4 separate regions of the Sus scrofa genome follow, and regions 1, 2 and 4 are each linked to region 3. Evidence: chromatin contacts called from public Hi-C and HiChIP or PLAC-seq data. All regions are on one chromosome and are shown on one strand. The core of a region is the stretch at or near the end of the contact, and the rest is flanking DNA. Distances in the headings are between cores, read along the strand shown.

The links. A called contact is a pair of places that touch in the nucleus more often than the background predicts. HiChIP or PLAC-seq counts read pairs in DNA pulled down with a chosen protein or histone mark.
Region 1: an H3K27ac HiChIP or PLAC-seq map of skeletal muscle shows a contact between it and region 3, with 8 times the contacts expected there. The contact joins two enhancer-like sites. A contact is called at or near these places in 2 of 47 Hi-C or Micro-C datasets (embryonic fibroblasts and epiblast stem cells) and 1 of 2 datasets of contacts at active chromatin or transcription factors (skeletal muscle).
Region 2: an H3K27ac HiChIP or PLAC-seq map of skeletal muscle shows a contact between it and region 3, with 4 times the contacts expected there. The contact joins two enhancer-like sites. A contact is called at or near these places in 7 of 47 Hi-C or Micro-C datasets (embryonic fibroblasts, epiblast stem cells, fetal heart ventricle and 3 more) and 2 of 2 datasets of contacts at active chromatin or transcription factors (alveolar macrophages and skeletal muscle).
Region 4: a Hi-C map of embryonic fibroblasts shows a contact between it and region 3, with 1.8 times the contacts expected there. The contact joins two enhancer-like sites. A contact is called at or near these places in 3 of 47 Hi-C or Micro-C datasets (embryonic fibroblasts, liver and skeletal muscle) and 1 of 2 datasets of contacts at active chromatin or transcription factors (skeletal muscle).

What each region holds. Positions count from the first base shown.
Region 1 is chr13:130,903,838-130,906,738 of Sscrofa11.1, reverse strand. No RefSeq gene overlaps it. Among named protein-coding and RNA genes, the nearest start is that of HES1, 230 kb to the left of the region's middle. Within about 2 kb of position 1,503, at least 18 of the 83 cell types and tissues checked have an H3K27ac peak or open chromatin away from gene starts, as enhancers often do. A contact at or near this core is called in embryonic fibroblasts and skeletal muscle, where this site is marked.
Region 2 is chr13:130,999,353-131,002,702 of Sscrofa11.1, reverse strand. No RefSeq gene overlaps it. Among named protein-coding and RNA genes, the nearest start is that of HES1, 130 kb to the left of the region's middle. Within about 2 kb of position 2,097, at least 43 of the 83 cell types and tissues checked have an H3K27ac peak or open chromatin away from gene starts, as enhancers often do. A contact at or near this core is called in skeletal muscle, where this site is marked.
Region 3 is chr13:131,309,592-131,312,830 of Sscrofa11.1, reverse strand. No RefSeq gene overlaps it. Among named protein-coding and RNA genes, the nearest start is that of CPN2, 27 kb to the left of the region's middle. Within about 2 kb of position 1,855, at least 19 of the 83 cell types and tissues checked have an H3K27ac peak or open chromatin away from gene starts, as enhancers often do. A contact at or near this core is called in embryonic fibroblasts and skeletal muscle, where this site is marked.
Region 4 is chr13:130,972,438-130,975,318 of Sscrofa11.1, reverse strand. No RefSeq gene overlaps it. Among named protein-coding and RNA genes, the nearest start is that of HES1, 160 kb to the left of the region's middle. Within about 2 kb of position 1,293, at least 14 of the 83 cell types and tissues checked have an H3K27ac peak or open chromatin away from gene starts, as enhancers often do. A contact at or near this core is called in embryonic fibroblasts and skeletal muscle, where this site is marked.

The sequences.
Region 1 (2,901 bases), core at 254-2,753, 410 kb after region 3:
GCAGAGACCTGGACACTTAAGTAGAAATATGCCTCAGATGTCCTGACACCCAGGCTAGATTGCTGTCCACTGAGTCTGCAGCCATGCAGGATTTCACATACCCTGCAGCACAGGGACCATTGTGTTAGGCACACTTAAAAAAAATTTTTTTTAATTATTTTCCTTTTTACAGCTGTACCTGCAGCATATGGAAGTTCCCAGGCTAGGAGTCAGATTGGAGCTGCAGCTGCTGGTCCACACCACAGCCATGGCAACACCGCATTCCAGCCACATCTATGACCTACATCATAGCCTGTGGCAAGACCAGATCCTTAACCCACTGAGCAAAACCAGGGAATGAAACTGCATCCTTGCAGACTATGTCAGGTCTTTAACCTGCTGAGCCACAGTGGGAACTCCATGATAAACACATTTTAAATGTGAATTTCTGAACAGCCACCTCGGAAGTCTGTTTGGCAGTTTCTTTAAAAATTGAACATCCATCTACCCCATGGCCCACCAATTCTATTCCTAAGTATTTACTCTGGCGGAATGTATTTACATGACTTCTAGAGAGATATTCCTGGAAGTTTTTATTCATAATAGCTAAAAACTGGATACATCCCAGATGTCTGACTACAGGTGAATGGATGAACACCACATTACCGTATTTGCAGTACATCCATTTGATAAAATACTACTCAGAAAGAAAGAGAAAAAGGAATGTACTGTTGATGCATGCAACAACATGCATGAATTTCAGAACATACTGAGGGAAGGAAGCCAGACACAAAAGAGGGTACGTGATATGATTCCATGTGTATGAAGTTCTAGAATAGTGGCTCCCATCTGTGGTGGCAGAAACTGGATCAGTGGTTGATTGCTTCATGCTGCGTGTATGCATGTGCAGGGGCATTGACTAGGAGAGGGCGTGAAGGACACTTCTGGGGGTCCTAGACATGCCCTGTGTCTTGACTGGGGTCTGAGACACATGAGTGTATTCGTTTGTCAAGTCTGATCAAGCACTTAAGATCTGATTTTACTGCATTGATGTTATACTTTAAAAAAAAAAATGTTTTAAAATGAATTTCTAGCTGAAGTTCCCGTTGTGGCGCAGTGGTTAACGGATCCACTAGGAACCATGGGGTTGCGGGTTCGATCCCTGGCCTTGTTCAGTGGGTTAAGGATCCGGCGTTGCTGTTAGCTGTGGTGTAGGTCGCAGACATGGCTTGGATCCCACGTTGCTGTGGCTCTGGCGTAGGCCAGTGGCTACAGCTCCGATTCGACCCCTAGCCTGGGAATCTCTATATGCTGCAGGAGTGGCCCTAGAAAAAGGCAAAAAGACAAAAAAAAAAAAAAAAAAAAAAAGAATTTCAAGCCACACATAGGAGGGTGCAGTATCAACATTCTGTCTGGTTGAGAAGAGAGTGCGTGAGCCTGCACTGGCAGGCCACTAGAATGCGTCTGCAGTGGCGTGTCCTGGAATCCGGAGCTTGGGAAAGTGCTGTCTGTTCCCGCTGTGTCGATGGCGGGGCCGGCCAGCTTCCTGTGCAGGCTGCCAGCGCCTAGCTGTCAGGCTGAGCCCAACCACAGCTGCTTTAATAGCACGTTGGGAGGGCCATTTTCTCCGGGCCCTGCAGCCACATCCCAAGGACCAGCCATACCCCCAGGCCCACTTCCCCACCTTGGATTTTTCTCACCAGACAACCTTCTTTTCCTCACTCTCAGGTACTTTCCTGGGCCCAGACTGCACTTGCTGCCACTCAAGCTTCATGGGTGATAAACTCTGGCTTTCTAATATTCCAGGACTGCTCCACGGAGCCATTGCGGCAATCCTTTCTTAAACGTTTTTTTTTTTAAACTGCCATTTGCGTTTTGTTCATATTTCCTGCCAGATTGTCAAATCAGGTTCTCTCCAGATGCCAACATCTGGTATTAAATTGCAAGTCTGAATAATCTTCCAAAACAATGTTTTCTAAGAGCCAGGCAACTTCTTTTGTTCACGTTCTTCATCTGCTCAAATTGTATCATGTTCTCGCCTTGATTTCTCTGCTGAAATATATCTTTTGAGAGGTCAAGTCTCACCTGTTTAAGACAGGCCTAACCCTGGCATCAGGCCACAGGTTGCTTGGAGAGTATGGGACCTTTTAGGGGTTTTTAGGTTCTCTTTTACCTTTTGATGTTTAAAAATTAATAAATCTCAAAGCAAACTCTCCATCGAATAAGCAGTGAATGAATTCAGCTTTTCCCTTATTCTGATGTTTATATTTTCAGTTGGAAAATGAAATCTCTAAGATGCCAGACATGTGGTATCCAGACACGTCTGCCTGTTGGAATCTGGAGCTAGAGGTGGTTACAGAACGTTTCAGCTGCATGCAGTGCGTGCTCCGCAGCTGGGAATATGTTCCCAGGACGGAGAGGACCCACAGCTCCAAGCTTGCTTCCTGTTGCTTCTTTTACCATTGTAGAGACCTCTGTTCTTCTCCTGTGGGGTCAGGAAGTGGGGAAGCCCAGGCACGCAGCCAGCTTGGGATGGAAGGGTAAGCACTTGCCAAGGGGACAGAGATGCATTTCGGGCCCTAGGGCTGTCACTCCCACCAGGAGGGGGGTGGGGGTGGTGAGCCCTCCTCTCCTGCCTTCTGCTATCTTAGGCCTTAGATTGGAGCCATTGGTTTCAACCTCAATGTCTTTTGTGGGGCGGCTGAGGGGGACGGGGGTTGGTGGGGGACGGGGGTTGGTGGGGGACATGGAAGAAATGTCCTAGAGAGTGGGCTCCTGACCACCTCCTGCTTCTTCTGCAATCAGAGCAAGTTCCACCTTTTTTTTTTTTTTTTTTGCTTTTTAGGGCCGCACTTGCAGCATATGGAGGTTCCCAGGCTAGGAATCTAATCAGAGCTACAGCTGCCAGCCTGCACCAGAGCC
Region 2 (3,350 bases), core at 848-3,347, 310 kb after region 3:
ATGGATGGGGAACACTGAGGCTTGAAACTGAAGCTTGATCACACTCACGTAATACATCAGTGATCGAGGGAGTGTTGATTCCTTTCTGAGAAATAGCCCCCATCTCGGTTGGGGAGCCTCTTGCCAATATTTTCAAACAAATGCCAATTCAGTATGACTCATTTTTCTTGACATTATGCAAATGAAGGAAGTGAAACTGAGTGGCCTTCTGTCCAGAGAGCAGGAAGTAAAGCCTGTTTGGGGGCCACACGGTCCCCTGGGACACGTTGTAGTGTCAGGAAGGCGTTCTGGAAGAAGCAGGCCTTTGTCCATTTTTCCTTTTCATGAGTGAGCCTCTCCTCTTGGCCACGGCTGGAGGGATGGCCACCCTAACCACCCGCCCCCCCCCCCCCCGAATCTCCTCAGGACGCTTTCTCCAGAGCTGCCCTCAGAAAGTTCTTTCCTCCCCAGTCTTACTTCCCATGGAGGGAGACACTGACTTTTCCGACTAAATGTTCTGAGCCGAACAGTCCCTCCCATGAGGAGCAGAACATTCCAAAAGAAACAGCTTAGATCTGGGGACCAGAGAGGCAGTGGGCTGATGCTGTTGGAATATGCTGGGTTTGCTCTAGAAAGACATTCAAATGTCTTTCTGCCTCACAGGCAGACTCCATTTTGGCTGAGGGGTCCTCGGACCTCCCTAACCTCCTTGAGCAAGGAGTTAAGTCTGGTGTTCAGCTCACTAAGAAGGGGTCAGTCACAGAAACTACCCCTGATGTCTTCTAAGGGGACAAAACAGTGTTTCTTCAGGGGGACCTGTGATAAGACACCTCAGAAATGTGATTCATAAGAAGGATGCTATTTTCTACAAACTAGGAAAGTTGGAGGACCTCTTAATGTATATTATTCACTCAGACAGACAGATGATGAAACCAGCAAGGGGCGGCTGCCTAGGGCCCAGAGCCAGGAGGTAGCAGAGCTGGACAAGAGACCTGGTCTTGTGACTGAGCCATGTGCTTCAGCTGCTCTGCACACCCTATCTTTCTGTCTTTGTTCATACTCAGGGAGTCTGCTGTCAAACTTCCATCTCCAAATTGTATTGTGGGTTAATGTGCACCACCCCCCACACTCAACCACCCCCGCCCCACTACACCCCCCCCCACCAACAGCCCCCACCCCCACCCCCCTGCAGCAAAATTTCAAGAACTTAAGAATGCAGATCAAAAGATCTGTGCCAACGGCATGTAAGGGACTTTTGAACACACTTTCACTGACGTGCAGGAGGCACCCTCGCTTCCTCTGCAGGCAGGACACTGCACAGACCCTAGTCCCCTGACCTCTAAATTCTTTGGGTGCCGGCCCAGCCTCGAATCCAGAGCCCCTCCTAGGACTTGGCCGAAGCCAGCTATGCATCCACACATGCGCGCGCCCAAGTCCACTTTTGTGGGAACCTGTTCTCATCACCTGCCACCAGAGACTTCAAGTCTCGCCTCTCCACTCCCGGTCCCGGCTCCAGCCCACCCGAAGTTGTGCAGGAGCCCAAGGGGATTTGTGCAAACAGGCACTGGCCCCAGTCGGAGCCAGGACCGAGGAGTTTGACCTGAGGCAAGAGGATAACCCAGGGCAACACACTTAACTCCCCGGACGAGGAGGGGTGGCCTGGTAGCCAGAAAGAAAACTCCTGTGCTTTTTTTTTTTTTTTAATTGAATCCATAAAACAAAAGGTGAGGGGGTTCTGGGGAGGGGAGGAACGCCTGATGATTTATGGCGCTGGTCTGGAGAGGAGGAGAGCCGGCAACTCTTTCCAAGTCGGCGGGCGGCGTGTGATTCATTTCCCCGGGGGCGGCGGGGCCGGCCGGGCGGGCGGGCGCAGGCAGCCTGGGGCCGCCGCACACCCCGCGCTCGTTTATTTACGGTGCTTTATCAGCGGCTGCGCGCGGCGATAAAGTTTATGAAAAGAGGCGGCGGCTCCGGCCGGCGGGCCGGCCTGTGCTCCTTTCCCACACTGATTAGGATCGGGCAGGGGTTTGGAAGCTGCAGTTAAGGATCGGGCGCCCGGAGCCGCGTCTCCCCCTTCCTGCCCCGCCCGCGCGCCCGCCGGCTGCCCGGCTGTTGCCCCGCGTGGGAGCCGAGGTCAGGGTTGCGGCCGCGGCCGTTCCTTGGCGGGGGAGGGCAGGACCGCCCCGCGGGGGAGGGAAAGGGAGCGCCCGGGGCCGCTGGCGAGGCCGAGAAAACTACTGTTGGAATGAATTTCTATTCGCACTGTCCCCGTGTCGAGATGGAAAAAGGGTGATAGGGATTTTTCTCTTCTGAAGGTGTGGCGGATTCTCATCCCGCCATTGACGTTTCTAAGCTCCTCGCCATCCATCTCTCGTCTCTCTTTGCATCTGGGCTTGACTCAATTTTTTTTTTTCCCTTTTCATGACCCTATTTTGTTCGTCCCTTGCGAAGGTAGTAATTGTACACCTCTTGCAGGACACCTCTAAGTATGAGGAGAGAGAGAAGCAGAGAGACAGGATGAGAGACTGGTTCAGAGATTAAGAGCCGTGTCCCTGACCCTCAAGATTCTCAAGGTCACAAGCACAGACCGTCCTGAAAGAGTTAGCAGGGCCGGGGGTGGGGAGGCTCGAAGTAGCAGACAATTAAAGCAGGCCACTAAGGCAGGGCTGCTTTAATGCCTTGGGGCATTACCTTGTTTAATCCTCTGGGAGGTTTTTGGAGGGAGGTCCCTGTACAATCATATTTTACAGATCGTAAAAGGAAGGTCCACAGAGGGCCAGTGACTTGCTTGAGACAACTCGGAAGTCAATGACTGAGCTGGGATTTGAACCCAGGCAGAAAGGTGCCAGAGCCTAGGTACCTGACTTCTGAGTTTCCCTGATGTTCTAGAACTGACAGGGAGCAGTGAGAGTGCAGTAGCCAGGACAGCCAGTCCTGCCTGGAAAAGACAGAGTGTCTTGTCCTGGGAAGGAGAGTGATGAGGGCTGGGGCTTGAAGAGTAGTTTTCATAAGACAGACTGGATAGCGAGAGGAAGGCACATTTAAACAGAAAGAACCTCTACAGGCAGTCCCAGGTACTCCAGGCCCAGCTCCTTTCACCTTCCGTTTTGTGTTCTTTCTCTAAGGAACGGGAGAGCAGCAGTGCAGAACCTCTATACTATGTGAAAACAAGGTCACCTTCCCAGGCCATTTCCTTGATCTGGAAAGTTCTATCTGCAGCTGCTGAAATCCTGCCAGCACTCAAGTCTTAACAGTGTCATCCCCTCCTGAAAGCTTCCTGGACTGCTCCTTATCTCACTGCCAATGACTAAAAGCAATCCTTCCTCCTCCTCTCCTCTCTCACTCTTGCTTGTACTCAGTAAAGCGCTTGG
Region 3 (3,239 bases), core at 606-3,105:
CCTGGGGCACTTAGCCTTGGAGAGTGGGGGCCCTGCAGAACCCCAGGAAGGAGCAGGGAGGAAATGGGGCTCCCTGAGAGGAAGGCTGCCTCTGGTCGGAGGACATGCTGGAATCACTGTGTAAGAAGTAGAAATAGGAGTTCCCACTGTGGCTCAGTAGGTTAAGGACCTGACATCTCTGTGAGGCCAGCACACACACAGGGCACAGTGGGGACAGTCTCCACCATTCCGTAGGCCCTTACCTGGGGGTGACCTGAAGGCCCACACCCACTGTGGATGCTGGCTCTGGGTCCAGGGCTCTCCCTGTGGCCCTGCTTCCTCACTGCGTGTTGGCTCAGGTCCCAGGGCAGATGTTGAGGTGGGGACAGAGAGAATATGAGAGGACCAGGCAGAGGGCTCTCCTTTTTCTGACCTGGTCCCTGAAGCCACGAAGCATCACTGTGCTTTATCGGTCAGGGCCGTTGCAAGTCCCTCCCAGATCCAAGAGGAGGGGACATAGACCCCTCACAGTGGAAGGTGTGTCCGTCACATGGGCAGGAGATGCTATGGGTAGCCTAAATACATGGGAGTGGCCGTCTTTGGAGAATATGATCTGCTACGCCTGCCCATCCAGGAAGGAGCCAGGGTCAGAGGGTAAGAGGAAGCCTTCTGGAGGCAGTGATGCTTGAACAGAGGCTTAAAGGCTGGAGAAGATAAGATATGTGGGAGGGGAGGGAAGGAGAGACTCCAGGTGGAGGGGCAAGGTCCACTGAGGGAGGGCCCAGGAGTGGAAGCCTGGTGAGTTGGGGGCAACCACAAGCCCTTCTGTGATGCTGGGGTGGTTTGTATGGGGCTGGGTGTGCTGGGAGGTGGGGCTGAAGAGTTGGAGGGGCTTAGCCTGCAGTTCATGAGCAGGGGTTGTCAGTTCTTCTAAGAATCAGGCCCTCTCCCAGGAAAAATACCCATTGGACTTTGTACACCATTTCAGGGACCCGGGTCAAGGCCCCCAGCCCCAGAGGACCTCAGAGGGATCCCTTCCTGTCTTGTGTTCTGTGGAGCCAGCTTGGGCCCTGAACTTGCCAGCGGTCTCTCTCTGCAGGTGTGTAATCTTAGGTGGCCCCAGGAGCATGTGTCAGACTCAAGCCCAATGCCTCACTCAGCCACTTGGCATCACCGAGCCCAGGCTGACCCTCCTGACTCAGAGAGAGCCTGTGGGGGATGTATGCTCTCTGTTCTACAGGCAGGAAGCCAAGGCCCAGAGAATATTGTTCACTTGCCCAAAGTCACACAGCCATCAGGATAGGGATGATGACGTGGGTCTGACAGCCTCTCCGGGCCAGCCCATTTCCCCCGTGGCATCCTTTCTCCCGACACAGGGCCCTACATATCCCTGCGCCACATGACACCACCTTGCCCTGCCCCACCCAGGAGGCTCAGCTCTGGGACCATGTGTCTCAGGCATGAGTCAGCTTTTGCCTCTGCTGGGAGCCATACCAAGCCTTCCACACCCGCCTGTCCGGCCCTCCAAGCCTCTGTCTCCAGTGCTTGCTGGATACCTTTCCAGGGAGGCCCCTCATGCTTAAATCTGCACTCACCTCTGCTCACCCCAGCTGCCTCTCTAGTCCTGTTCTAGGGATTTCCTGTCTTGGGCTTTCAAGTAGGTGTGGCCCATAGCAGATGGCTGGGGAGAAGTCGGGGTATTTCTTTCACACTTTCTGCTCTAGGAAGCATCTCCAGCGGGGCCTGGGTCTCCTCCCTGGCCCCAGCTCCCACTATCCGGGCTTGCTCTGGTTTCTGCTGGGCTGGGTTGCTCCTGGCCTCTGAGCTCTACCTAATGCTGCCACACCTCTTCCTCCCTCCTGCTCTAGGTGGCGCCAGTGGCCTTGTCCCATTGCTAACCTCTGTGCTGCCTCTGCATCTTCTTTGGCCTCTCAGCTTTCACATCACTATGCAACCAATCCCCTGTATTAAATTTCCTCTGTTTGGGATACCCGTGGGCTTCCTGCTGCCCAGCTAGACCCCTTCCTTTCCCAGAGGATGGCACCAAGTCAGTGTTCAGTCCCTGACCTCAGTGACCCCCACCCAACTAGTCTCTGAGTCAGAAGACAGTGCTTCTGGAAACCTCTTGTGCCCAGACCCCCATCCCACACCACCCCCTTCCCCACTCCCTTCTGCTGCAGCCTTGAACTTCAGCTCCTTATCACCTCTGGCCTGGATGACCCCAGCAGCCTCCCACCAGGGCACCCTACCAGGCTACCCTCCCCACAGTGGCCCAGGGGCTTTAGACAGAGCCCAAGGGCCTACACCTTAGATCTAACCTTTCTCATCTGGTCCCATGCCGCCTTCCAGCCCTGGCCATCCTCCACACCCCCGTCCTTCCCTGTGCCCCCTACACCCACAACCACAGCAGACTAATCATTTCCCAGACATACCACGCGTGGCTCCCTCTACCCTGAGCTCACCTATTCCCTCTGCCCAGACCAGCTACTCTTTTCTACTGGTAAATGTTTATTGATTCTTTAAGACCTACAGCAGGTGCTGCCTCCTCTAGGGTGAAACACATCCCTCCTCGTTCTGCCTTCCATGGCCCTGGATCAGTCCCCTTAAGGGCTTTTCTCATGTGGGACATGAGTTTCTCAGGGCTGGGACCCTGTCCAAGCCCTCCTTGTACCCAGGCACCTCGCCCTTACATGAGGTCAGTCAGTCTTTTTTTGGCTGGCGTGGAAAGTGCTGTTGGGATCAGCTGGCCTCCTAATCCCTTGGCCATGGCGCCTGCCCAGGTCCCTTTCCTGTTTGAACCACCAGCCAGAGTCAGGGGCCTCTCCTCCCAGGACACCAAGGCTGTACATTTCATTGTCATTCTCAGTGATCTTGGTTAATGTTTAAGTTCAGGTTCTTTGTTTTCTGTAAAGCCCATAACAGGGTGGTGGAGCTGGGAATTGTAAAAGTCCACAAGAGGAAAACTTGACTCAACAATTACAAATTGAAGATTCCCCCTCACCCCTCCCCAGTGTTTGGGTGGGGGACGAATGGAAAGGAAGACGATGTTGAAATGTAGCCCTTCGAAATGCTATATAACCTTATACAGAACTGTGCGTGATTCTCTTACACAGGCTCTCAAGCTAGAGCTTTGCACATCAGCAATTTGCTGGACTCTAGACTCAGCCTTCCTGAAACTCCCATCGGTGTCTGTTTCCTGCATCACACCTCAGATGGCTTCCCGTGGGATCCTGGATAGAACCCAAACCCATCAACTTTAA
Region 4 (2,881 bases), core at 44-2,543, 340 kb after region 3:
CACACAGGCCAGAGATATGGCAACCCACCCCAACATACACTCTAGGAGGAAATACTTACAGTAAAACAGAAGCCCTCTGTGTCTCAGCTGAGCTTGGGTTGGGCTCAAGAGTCTGAACGTGAACTCAAAGGCTTCCTAGTCATGGTGTGGGATGGCTTAGGACGTGTTTCTGCAGGCCTTTTGGCTGCACAAGGAGGTTCTGTATGACCTCACCCAGCTGAGCACGTGCTCGTGTCATATCCTCAGGAGCACCAGAAGCTCCTGGGGACACTGCCAGCGTCTGTCTCCTGGAGAAGAAAGCCTGTCATCCCAGCCCTTCCCTCTATACTTTGCCTCCCAAGATTTAGAGCTGTGTTTGCCTGAACATTCTGGGAGTTTGGCTGCCAAAAGATCTCATGGTGTTCAAAAACCTTTGTGAAGATTCTGGGTTGAACAATACTGAGTATTTTTTTTTTTTTTTGTCCTTTTGCCTTTTCTAGGGCCGCTCACGCAGCATGTATAGATTCCCAGCCTAGGGGTTGAATTGGAGCTGTAGCCGCCGGCCTACGCCAGAGCCACAGCTACGCAGGATCTGTGACCTACACCACAGCTCTCAGCAACGCCGGATCCCTAACCCACTGAGTGAGGCCAGGGATGGAACCCACAACCTCATGGTTCCTAGTCGGATTTGTTAACCACTGAGCCACGATGGGAACTCCAATACTAAGTATTTAGTTCCCTGCAGGTCTTCTCAAAGTCTCCAATGTTTTATAAGGGGGACTTGTGCATCCCCAGATTTGGTTATCCGGCTCTGGAAACCAATCCCATGCGAGTGCCAAGGGATAACTGCATTTATATTCCAAGTCTCCCAGAGAGGGTAAGAAGATGAACGGTTCATTTTTCACACTTATTTGGCCATGGCACTTCCTCGTGCCCCACTTCTTGCCAGTGTAGAGGCTTTGCCTCCACGGGAAGGGAGCTCAGCTGCGGGAGCCGCTGCTCAACTTTGTGGAGAAGATTCTGAAAGCAGCTAAACTTTATCCCCGACATTTTGGAGGGATTCCTAATTAGGGTCAGTAAAGCCCCAGTTGCATTTGCATGGTCCCAGTGTAATTCTGAGAAGCGCCCAACTTTTACTCTCCAAAGGGCGCCGTTTGAGGGAAAGAATTATGTGGTCACCCTGGCCATAGTCCACTGCAGAGCCCAGCCACTTGGCCTCCTGGAGCCCAAAGGGCAGCTATTGTTAGGCTTACTTCTGCTTCTGCCCATAACACAGTCTGATGTCACCCTTTGACTCACCACTTGCTCTCTGACAACCTTTGATATTTGCCAGTGGGTCCCGCATTCTTTCCCCTTTATTCAGCCACCATATTCAGCCTGGTGAATTGCCTCACCTTCTCAAAAACGGTTCTGCAAGAGAGGGTGACAGAAAATCAGTGCCCCTAAGACACGCAGACCTTTTGTGTTAGGTGTCCTTTCATGACGCGTGCCTTCAGTTGTGGCATTTCTGGACCGCCTCAGCTCATGAACTTTTGGACTCTGCGTCTGCTGGTCTACTGCTGAATTGTTTGTCTGTGCCATTCTTTCTCCTTCTTCCCTGGTCTCCTCTTATTCCTGCTGCTGAAACAGCCACCTTCCTGCTTTCAGATGCTCTGAAGGAATTCATGTTAGAAAATATCACGAAACCATTCTCATTTAGGGCAGGGAAGATATAAAATGAAAAAAGGCCAACCAGACAAAGCAGGAGCCAAGCAACTGATGAATTACAGAGATCACAGAATTTAATGAGAAAAATGAAAAAATGAGAAACTTTCTTAATTCTTTTTAAAGGGCAGTTAATGGACTATAAGTTTTTTTTTTTTGGTCTTTTGAGGGCCACACCCATGACATTTGGAGGCTCCCAGTTCAGGGTTGAATGGGAGCTGTAGCTGCCGGCTTATGCCACAGCCACAGCAACATGAGATTTGAGCCACATCTGCAACTTACACCACAGCTCACAGCAATGACAGATCCTGAACCCACTGAGAGAGGCCAGGGATCGAACCTGCATCCTCATGGATACCAGTCAGATTCATTTCTTTTTTTTTTTTTTTTTTTTTTTGTCTTTTTGCCATTTCTTGGGCCGCTCCCACGGCATTTGGAAGGTTCCCAGGCTAGGGGTCTAATCAGAGCTGTAGCTGCCAGCCTATGCCAGAGCCATAGCAATGCCAGATCCGAGCCGCGTCTGTGACCTACACCACAGCTCACGGCAATGCCGGATCCTTAACCCACTGAGCAAGGGCAGGGACCGAACCCTCAACCCCATGGTTCCTAGTCGGATTCGCCAACCACTGCGCCACGACGGGAACTCCCAGTCAGATTCATTTCTGCTGAGCCATGATGGAAACTCCTGGGCTATAAGATTTGATTTCAACTTTTATTTGTCTTTGAAAAAATATTTTTGTTGACAAATTTGTTTTTAAAATGTTAGTCTAGGAGTTCCTGTTGTGGCTCAGTGGTTAATGAATCCGACTAGGAACCATGAGGATGCGGGTTCGATCCCTAGCCTTGCTCAGTGGGTTGAAGATCCAGTGTTGCCGTGAGCTGTGGTGTAGGTTGCAGATGTGGCTCGGATCCTGCGTTGCTGTAACTCTGGCGTAGGCCAGCGTCTACAGCTCCGATTAGACCCCTAGCCTGGGAACCTCCATATGCCTCAGGCAGGGGCCCAGAAAAGGCAAGAAAGACAAAAATGAATAAATAAATAAATAAATAAATAAAATGTTAGTCTAGCTTTCCAAAATTCCAAATTTCCGCTCAAAGTGGAAAAATGATTTATTGAAGAAGTGCTTTCCTTTTTATTTGATGAAGTAAACTGTGGGGGTTATTTTTTAGTATTTGCAAAAGCCTCAAAAAAAATCTCATA